Linked DNA regions of Zea mays: region 1 is linked to region 2. Evidence: chromatin contacts called from public Hi-C data. All regions are on one chromosome and are shown on one strand. The core of a region is the stretch at or near the end of the contact, and the rest is flanking DNA. Distances in the headings are between cores, read along the strand shown. Region 1 holds the start of LOC100191722 (Chaperone DnaJ-domain superfamily protein). Region 2 holds the start of LOC100383183 (Serine carboxypeptidase-like 40).

What was found. Hi-C and Micro-C count contacts between places; a contact is called where the count stands out from the background.
Region 1: a Hi-C map of root tip shows a contact between it and region 2, with 2.9 times the contacts expected there. The contact joins the promoter of LOC100191722 here to the promoter of LOC100383183 in region 2. A contact is called at or near these places in 2 of 25 Hi-C or Micro-C datasets (ear and root tip).

What each region holds. Positions count from the first base shown.
Region 1 is chr7:132,911,191-132,915,407 of Zm-B73-REFERENCE-NAM-5.0, reverse strand. It overlaps LOC100191722 (Chaperone DnaJ-domain superfamily protein), which reads right to left and starts at 2,392. Exons shown (of 1, transcript NM_001137151.2): 1 at 548-2,392. The coding sequence starts at 2,316. The coding sequence ends at 994. It overlaps LOC100384518, which reads right to left. Exons shown (of 2, transcript NM_001177040.1): 2 at 3,870-4,217.
Region 2 is chr7:132,566,247-132,570,707 of Zm-B73-REFERENCE-NAM-5.0, reverse strand. LOC100383183 (Serine carboxypeptidase-like 40) reads left to right here and starts at 1,570. Exons shown (of 9, transcript NM_001366812.1): 1 at 1,570-2,071; 2 at 2,161-2,268; 3 at 2,371-2,651; 4 at 2,740-2,982; 5 at 3,123-3,229; 6 at 3,412-3,501; 7 at 3,613-3,721; 8 at 3,831-3,994. The coding sequence starts at 1,663. The coding sequence ends at 3,989.

The DNA of each region.
Region 1 (4,217 bases), core at 1,143-3,642, 340 kb before region 2:
AGTTTAAAAAATCAATCCATACTAGATGAAGTGATGCAACATGAGTTCATCCCACAAATTTGGTGAAATGAGCTCATTCCTCATGTTATTACTAATTATTAACTTATGAGAAATAAAATGGTGATAGATCAACTCATTCCATTCCACAAACCAAACAAAAAAATGTCCACAAACCAAACAAAAAAATGAAGAGTAAGAAGATTTATTCATGAAACCAAACACCCTACTAGAGTTTTGAGCAGATCTGCAGACATACTTGATTCAGAAGAGCCTATCAACAAAGCAAAAAAGAAATAAAGAAAAGGTTCGACGGAGAAGATATAATCATGATAAGAGCGTGCACATTTAGACTTTTATAACAGTTCCCAGTTCGATACGATTTTCTTGAACAAGTAAACTAATAAACAGGAGCAGAACAAGTATCTCGATGAGTGAAACTAATAGCTGCTAAAAAACTTAAAAAGGAAATAGATTTTGATCACACGACATTGCAATAAGGACAGCCAAGGTGCAAAATTCTGGTACGGAAAGTGTCATAAGCAAAATTCGCGTTAAAATTAGAGCTTTAAACCATTCCATTTATTGCAGCATTACGACACAGAGCACTAGAGCAGAGTAGCACCAAACTCAAAACGTACAATAAACAGTAACTAGACACCTATCGATTTAGATCAATACAACTGTCTTCAGGGAAGCAGAAATTAGACGAATATGCAAATACAATAGTTACAGCTAAAGCATAATGTCAAGTACGGCAGTGGGGACGAACCAGAGATTAACATCATAATCTCGAAAAGGAAGAATTCTACCATTGAAAAAGAAGTCTTTCAGCAATAAAATTGCTTGCTCCACATTAGAGATCCTGGCAACAGCAAGTGAGAATTCAACCAGCAGACGAGTGCTTCGGTTGACTACAATGGCAGTGTGATTGAATGCATATCTCAGTTAATTCATGTGATCTATGATGATAACCATCATGTTCATCATTGGCATTCATAATTTCTTCTTGTTCTTGCTACCCTTGGGGCGACCACGCTTCTTCGCACCCACCTTCACTCGCATCGGCTTCGCTGGCGGTGTCACTGCAGGCACCTCTATGGGATCCTTGACTGGCACTTCTACCACTGGGGCACTAACTGGTGGCACCCCATTCTGAGCATTACCATGTACACCACCTGCGCTTCCAAGCCATGGCGCATTCAGCTGATCTACTCCCGATGGCTGTGCATTGACCATTCTTTCAAAGCCAGGACACCCAGGGAACCCAACGGGGAAGAACCCCCAAGTGCAGTAATACATGTCGGTGCCTGGCACAATAGGCGGTGGCTCAGCCATTGCCTTGGCCACAAATGGCTGGCGGCAACTAGGGCACAGTAATTTGCACGTCTCATATTGGCAGTCGAACTGGTGAATGTGGCAGCAGGCCGAGCACACTGTCCAGAACGTTGATGAAGGTGCCGCACCAGACTTCGCTGCTGGGACAGTTGCAGCCACCGGCGTTTGGGGAGTAGTCGGCCGCAGCGTACTTGACGGTGTTTGGGGAACAACAGGTGGTGGTGTAGACCGTGGAGCGGGAGCGGGAGCGGCAGGCAGCGGTGTTGACAGTGTTTGAGGAGAAACCGGTGGTGGTGGAGTAGATCGTGGAGCAGAAGCAGCCGGCGGCGGTGTTGACCTTGTTTGGGGGACAGCCGGCCGCTGAGTTTGCCGTGGAGGGGAAGCAGCCGGCGGTGATGTTGCCCGCGGAAGGGGAGAAACCAGCGGCGGAGTCGACCGCGGGGAGGGAGCAGCCACCGGCGGAGTTAGCCGTGCAGGCAGATGTGGCTGCGAGTGCGGCTGCGGTAGATTTGGAGGAGAGTGGTACGCGCGAGCTGCGGCGGCGGCATCGAGGTCCACGTCAAGGGAGGATTTAAGAACGGGATCAGAGAGAAAAGCCCAGGCATCAGCGACGAGCCGGGCAGCTTCGGCGAAGGCGAGCGAGCAGGGGCGGTCCTGGTGGGAACGATTGAGGAGGAAAGAGAGGCGGCGATATTGTGAGTGGATGGCATCCGGTCGGCGTGATGCGGGGTTTGCGGGGTCCAGACCAAGGACGCCGTAGGGATCAGGCTGACCGTTAGGGAGGCGGCGCTGCTGGGCTGCCAGGAGGGAGATGGCGGCGGCGTGGAGGTCGTCGGCGCCCGGGGTGTGGGGATCGGCGGCCAGGGCCTGCGAGGCGAACTGCTTGCACCCTTCAATGTCCCGCGCCACCATGAGCTTCTCAGCCACGCTCAACCACTGCTCCGCCTTCCGCCGCGAGGAGCCAACGGCGGACGGATCCATTGGGTGGGTAGAGGATGGTGGAATGGGGGTTTCTCGTGGGGATACTCGTAGATCGGTGTAAACAGCTGAGTGGCCGTAGCAATGTTTTTACGCTGCGTAGATAACATTATTTACATAGAAGGTGTAACCAGCTCTCCTATTTTATTTAATATCTCACCTTTTATTTTAAATCTTACTTAACAAAGTGTTGTCTATAATATAAAATAATATTTTACACAATCATATACATAATATTATATACATAATCTGCTGGACACAGCCAAACATCGTGTAATTCAAGACATGTTTTTGAAACTAGCAAATTTGCATCTAATGCTATTCATGGTGCATTTAATAGTTACCTGACATATCTGTACTAACTATTAAGACTGTATTGTAGACTGCCCCCGCCACAACCGCCCGCTCGATCCCGCCGCGACCTCCGCCAACCGCCCGCCGCGACCCCGCCCCCGCCAACCGCCCGCCGCGACCGCTCCGCAAACGCCGCTAACCCCGCAGAGGCGGAGGCGTGCGTGGCAGCGTGGGAGGGGCAGAAGACGGTGGCGCAGGAGAGGCAGGCGTAGAGGCGGGAGGTGGGGGACGGGGACGCGGCGGCGCAGGGCGAGCAGCGCGGGAGCTCACGCGGGTCCCACCGGATCTCGGGGCGGCCGAGCGGGCGCACGCGCAGGCAGCGGCGGAGGAAGCGCAGCGGGCGCGAGGACAGGCGGTGCGCGGCGAGGTGCGGGCAGGGCGGTGGTATGGACGGGGTGGAAGCGAGGTGGGTGACGAGATGCCGGACGACGTTGCTCTGCGCGAACAGGTCCTGGCACTTGTGGCTGTGGCGCGCCAGCGACGCGATGGCGTCCACGACCGCGGCCTGCACGCGCATCGGCGGCTCCTACGGGGACGCGGCGGCGCAGGGCGAGCAGCGCGGGAGCTCGCGCGGGTCCCGCCGGATCTCGGGGCGGCCGAGCGGGCGCACGCGCAGGCAGCGGCGGAGGAAGCGCAGCGGGCGCGAGGACATGCGGTGCGCGGCGAGGTGCGGACAGGGCGGTGGTATGGACGGGGTGGAAGCGAGGTGGGTGACGAGATGCCGGACGGCGTTGCTCTGCGCGAACAGGTCCTGGCACTTGTGGCTGTGGCGCGCCAGCGACGCGATGGCGTCCGTGACCGCGGCCTGCACGCGCACCGGTGGCTCCTTGAGCGCAGCGGCGAACACGGAGCACACTCCGGAGTGGAGGAGCTTATGTAGGCTGTCCTCGTCGCGGCAGAGGAGGCCAAGCGCCGCGGCCGCGGCCTCCTGCCTGTCGTCGGTGCCTTCCTTGATCAGCTTGACGAGGACAGCGACGTCGTCCTCCTTTACTGGCACAAACTGGATTGGCAGCAATGAGAGCTTTGGTGTGTGTCCGTGCATGTCGAGGGCAGCTCCTATTTTACTACAACCACATATATTGGGTCACAGTAATTGTGTATGACGGTTGGATGATCACATGGCCATCTTTCACATGGAGGTTGCATGATGCATTATATGAAATTTCAGATGGAGATAAGATCAGTGGTACGACTCTAAACTTCTGCTCAGATAACTTGTCATATGATGTTGGTGCCGTCTCTGAACAAACACAACGTGGTTTCCTGTCAGTAAGGTTCGATGTGTTACAAGATAAATACAGAATGGTTGATTGGCCATTTATGTTCACCAGGTCTAATGTTTAGAGCGTTGTGCAGGATAAAGGTTTGTTGTCTTTTTTCTAGGATAGCCTCATTTATTATGGCAAGAAGTTTTTGGATATCAGATTGGTCTGGTCACACATATGCATCAAGCAACCGAGGGCAAACTGGTTGTGGCTGCAATCTATTTTTTATTACATATTCCACTCTGCTCACTTCATTTTCATCTGCTCTAGTACTCACAATCCGGA
Region 2 (4,461 bases), core at 321-2,820:
CTAGGGCCCGTTTGGGAGGGCTCCGGCTCCTCTAAAAATGGCTCCGACTCGGGGTCCCATAAAAAAATAGCTTATTCGCAGAAGCCTATACTTTTTGCAAATTGTTTGGCAAAACGGCTCCTCCAAATAGCACCACACTGAACAGCAGATAGCTCCAGCTCCTCTGCAAACTGTGCAGACTGCAGAGTCGACATCGCCACCAGTGGACAGCGCCTTTCAGTGGACCTTGCTCACCGTGCTCTCTACCGTGCTTCTCTGTTGCGCCGGCCAAGAACCGAGTGCCAGCCATGGACAGACCGTGTGTCGTGCCGTGGGCAGCGGCTAGGCCTCGACCCACCGGGGCGCCTAGTGTCGCGTCGTGCCGTGGGCAACAGCTAGGCCTCGACCCATCGGGGCGCCTAGTGTCGTAGCCTGGGCAGCAGCCAAGGACGGGGCGCCGGCCAAAGGCAGGTTGTGCGTCCTGCCATGAGAAGTAGCTAGGTCTGTGTACGCAGAGCCATGCACAGAGCCAAAATTTTTAGCTCCGGCTCTCAGCCGTATTTTGGCTTCTGCTCCTGCCCAAGAGCGTTTGGGAGGTGGCGTTTGGGACGGCTTCAGCGAGGAGCCGATATTGGAGCTGGCCAGGAGCCCTCCCAAACGCCCCTCTAATTCCTAGTCCTAGACTCCTAGCTAATCTGGTTCGTGAGCCGCGCGGTAGACTCGGAGTCCGCTAGGTGCGGTCATGAACGGCGCGTGGTAGAGAAAACCTGGGTCCTTGGATCATAAGATTAAAGGCGCTCAAGTTGAAAAAAACTGTACACAGGACAGCCAAATCATCCACTGTTGGAAGAAGAAAGAGTACGATACGGGGGCCCAAAAAAACCAGACAGAAGAGCCCGTGACAGGGTGACACCGCCGTCTCCTTCAGTCATCAAGCGTCAGAGTCCCGGAAACTGAATCCCTACCCTAGCTGCCCAATTGACTGTTTTTACGAAACGTGCAACACAGCAGAAAAAGAGCGCGTCGATATAGTAAAACATGCATGTCATTAACCTTGCGTCATGCCCACCTAGGAAATTTGAAAGAAGGTTCGCTAGAATGATAATGTTAAAATGTAGAATAGTGGTTGGACCGTATTTAGGACAAGCATGTCTGGAAACAGGAATACAAGAAACGCCGTTCTCAATACGTGACATATGCAGCCATGCAGGACTGAACGCAATACCGATACGAAATGGACCAGCTAGCTCCACAAACATACTAAAATTGTTAAAAAGTTTTCGCAATCGCCACAAATTTGAAGTGTCCTCTAGCCAAACGGCCCAACCCTGCACATCTATTGGATCCAGAGCTAGAGCTGGAGTGTGTGCTCTGGCGTTCGAAAACTTCCAAAGCCAGGAAGAGGAAAGTGCCAGGATGGAAGTGTCCACATCAGGGAATGGATCAATGGAATCGGCCGATCCTGAGTCACGATGTGACCTTTTTGCCAGTCCTGTCGTTTCTCGAGTGTTGGATGGAGTTACCCTTTGCCTTGTTCCTCTACGTCGAGTACCTATCTGGGTTTTTGGACGGTTGGTTGACAAGTTACCACTTTATTTTGGTGTGCTCAGTGCTCACGTTTCTGAGTTCTGTTTACACCCTCGCAGCTAGCTGGGATCTTCTCCCTGCACTGCACCTGCAAAGATGAGGAGGAGCAACACCACCACCTTCGTCCTCCTCTCCGTCGCAATCCTACTGCAGGGCACGTCCCACGTCGTTGCTTCGTCGCAGGAGGCTCAGCTCAGCAAGCTCATGGCGTCCGGAAGAAGCAGGCTCAGGCTCAGCCTCAGCCCAAACGGGCCTGCCGAGACCGACACATGCTCAGACTCCGGCACCTACGCGCCACTGCCCGAGCGCTGCAAGCGCCCGCCGAGCGGTGGGAAGGAGGCGGACAGGATCAAGGAGCTGCCCGGCCAGCCGCCGCGCGCCAGGTTCGGCCAGTACTCCGGGTACGTGACGGTGAACGAGGAGCGCGGTCGCGAGCTCTTCTACTACTTCGTCGAGTCTCCCGCCGACGCGGCCTCCAAGCCGCTCATCCTGTGGCTCAATGGAGGTAACTGACTGAACACACACACACACACACACGGTCGTCAATCTCGACGCGAGGAGTCGTCTCACGGCCGACAGTTTTTTCTGGCGCAGGGCCGGGGTGCTCGTCGCTGGGATACGGGGCGATGATGGAGCTCGGCCCGTTCCGTGTCAACCCCGACGGCGAGACGCTGAGCGAGAACAAGCACGCCTGGAACAGTCGTACGTGGAGTGGAAGCCGCAGCTTGTAACCTTAATCACATATGCTGCCTCCTCCGTAGCTTGGCAACTGAACTGATCAGATATATATCTGTAAGTGTGCAGTGGCAAACGTGATCTTCCTGGAGTCGCCGGCGGGCGTCGGGTTCTCCTTCTCGAGGGACGCCGCCGACTACAAGACCGCCGGCGACAGGAGGACCGCCGAGGACACGTACATCTTCCTGGTGAATTGGCTGGAGAGGTTCCCCGACTACAAGGGCCGCGAGCTGTACGTGGCGGGGGAGAGCTACGGCGGCCACTTCGTCCCGCAGGCCGCCACCGTCGTCACGCTGATGAACCGCCGCCTCCCCGCCCGGCAGACGCCCATCAACCTCCGCGGCATCTTCGTGAGTGCGCCTAACAATCTTTCGATCGATCATAGGGTGTCCACTGTCCAATCTATCCAACTCTGCTGTGCCTTTACGATATATTTAGCTTGGCAACCCGTTGCTGGATCTGTACCTTTACGAGAAGGGGAAGCTGGAGTTCATGTGGAGCCACGGCGTGATCTCCGACGAGGTGTGGGCGAGCACCCTCCACAACTGCAGCTTCCTCCACGACCTGTGCTCCTCCAACGCATCGGAGCACACGTTCGAGGGAGGGAGGATGGACTGCTTCAACCTCTACGCTCCGGTCTGCCTCCAGTCGCCCAACGGAACCTACTACTCCAGCAGCCACGTACGTTACGTACCTAGCGCCCGCCATATGCCGTGTCCATGGAACTCCAGCCGCTCTTCTTCTTGTCAGATGAAAAACGTGCACGTAGTATCTTGCAGTACACAGATACTGAAGTGTTGCAATTAATTCCGGTTTGTCAGTTACCTGGCTACGATCCGTGCAGCGACCATTACGTCAGATCTTACCTCAATAGCGTCGAGGTGCAAGAGGCCCTGCACGCTCGGATCAGAAACTGGTCAGCCTGCATGTAAGTTCATCTGCTGCCTTTGGTTCCTCTACTCTGCAATCTGCATTCTCACTCACCCTACTGATACTATTCTTGTTTTTTTTCTGCCCCGAATGTCTAATGACCTTTTTTTAGATAATGAATGTCTAATGACTTAAAGTTGATATATGGTATTTATGCTTTTCTCTCTCTGTTTCATTCAGGCCGAACTTGGTCTGGAACGATTCCCCTGCTTTCATGGTGCCAACCATCAGATACCTGGTCGATTGTGGGCTCAGAGTATGGATCTATAGGTACTGTGCGTGTGCTTGACTTGAAGCCTTCCACCATGCACAGTGAGATCTGAACAGATTGTTTCACAGAGCTTCAGACAAATTCTTTCCCTCTGAATGAATGTCTTGCAGTGGCGATTTCGATTCCATATGCTCGCTTACCGCGACAAGGTACTCCGTCAAGGATCTCAATCTAGCAGTCACCAAAAAGTGGGGTCCCTGGTACACCCCTAACGGCGAGGTAAACCACTGTTACAGCCTCTTATAGATAGAGAGAGACATGCGTGTTCAGATTCGTATGCGATTTCGAAGACCTTGACTTGGGAGTTGGGACGGGGTGCTGGATGCAGGTTGGAGGCTTTGTTCAGCAGTACCAAGGAGGTTTCACGCTGGCGTCGGTGAGGGCGGCTGGTCATATGGTCCCTACGTTCCAGCCGGAGAGAGCACTTGTTCTGCTCAGGGCTTTCCTGAGAAACACGCTCCCGCCGGCTGACATCGTCACGAACTGAAGAACGTACGAAAGCCTTCACATTTTCCACTTTGTGAACAAGGGCGTTGTGGTCGAAGTCTTCAGTGTCTAGCTCTACCTATTCCAACACTAGCATAGACGTACAGTGTACATTTGTTCGGAACAGCACTCGTTGACAATCAAAAAATCGAGAGGTAGTGCCGTTCATCAGGTAGTGTAGTGAGCCACACATCCTAGATCAAAACGGAAGGGACCAGGAAGGTAAAATTAATATCGATAACTTCAAAAATTTAGAGTAGCACAAGAATGAATTTCACTTCACCATGAACCACCGTGATAAGAGCCACACATCCCAGATCCTAAAATTTACAAATTAAATTAGTCTATGAATCTCAATGGCAGTCTAGGGAGAAAAGAAAGCCTCAAAACCAAACACTAGATAGAATTAGAGAGACGACTGGATAATCAAACACTAGATCCGATGAACTGTCTCATCACAAATTCAAAGTACT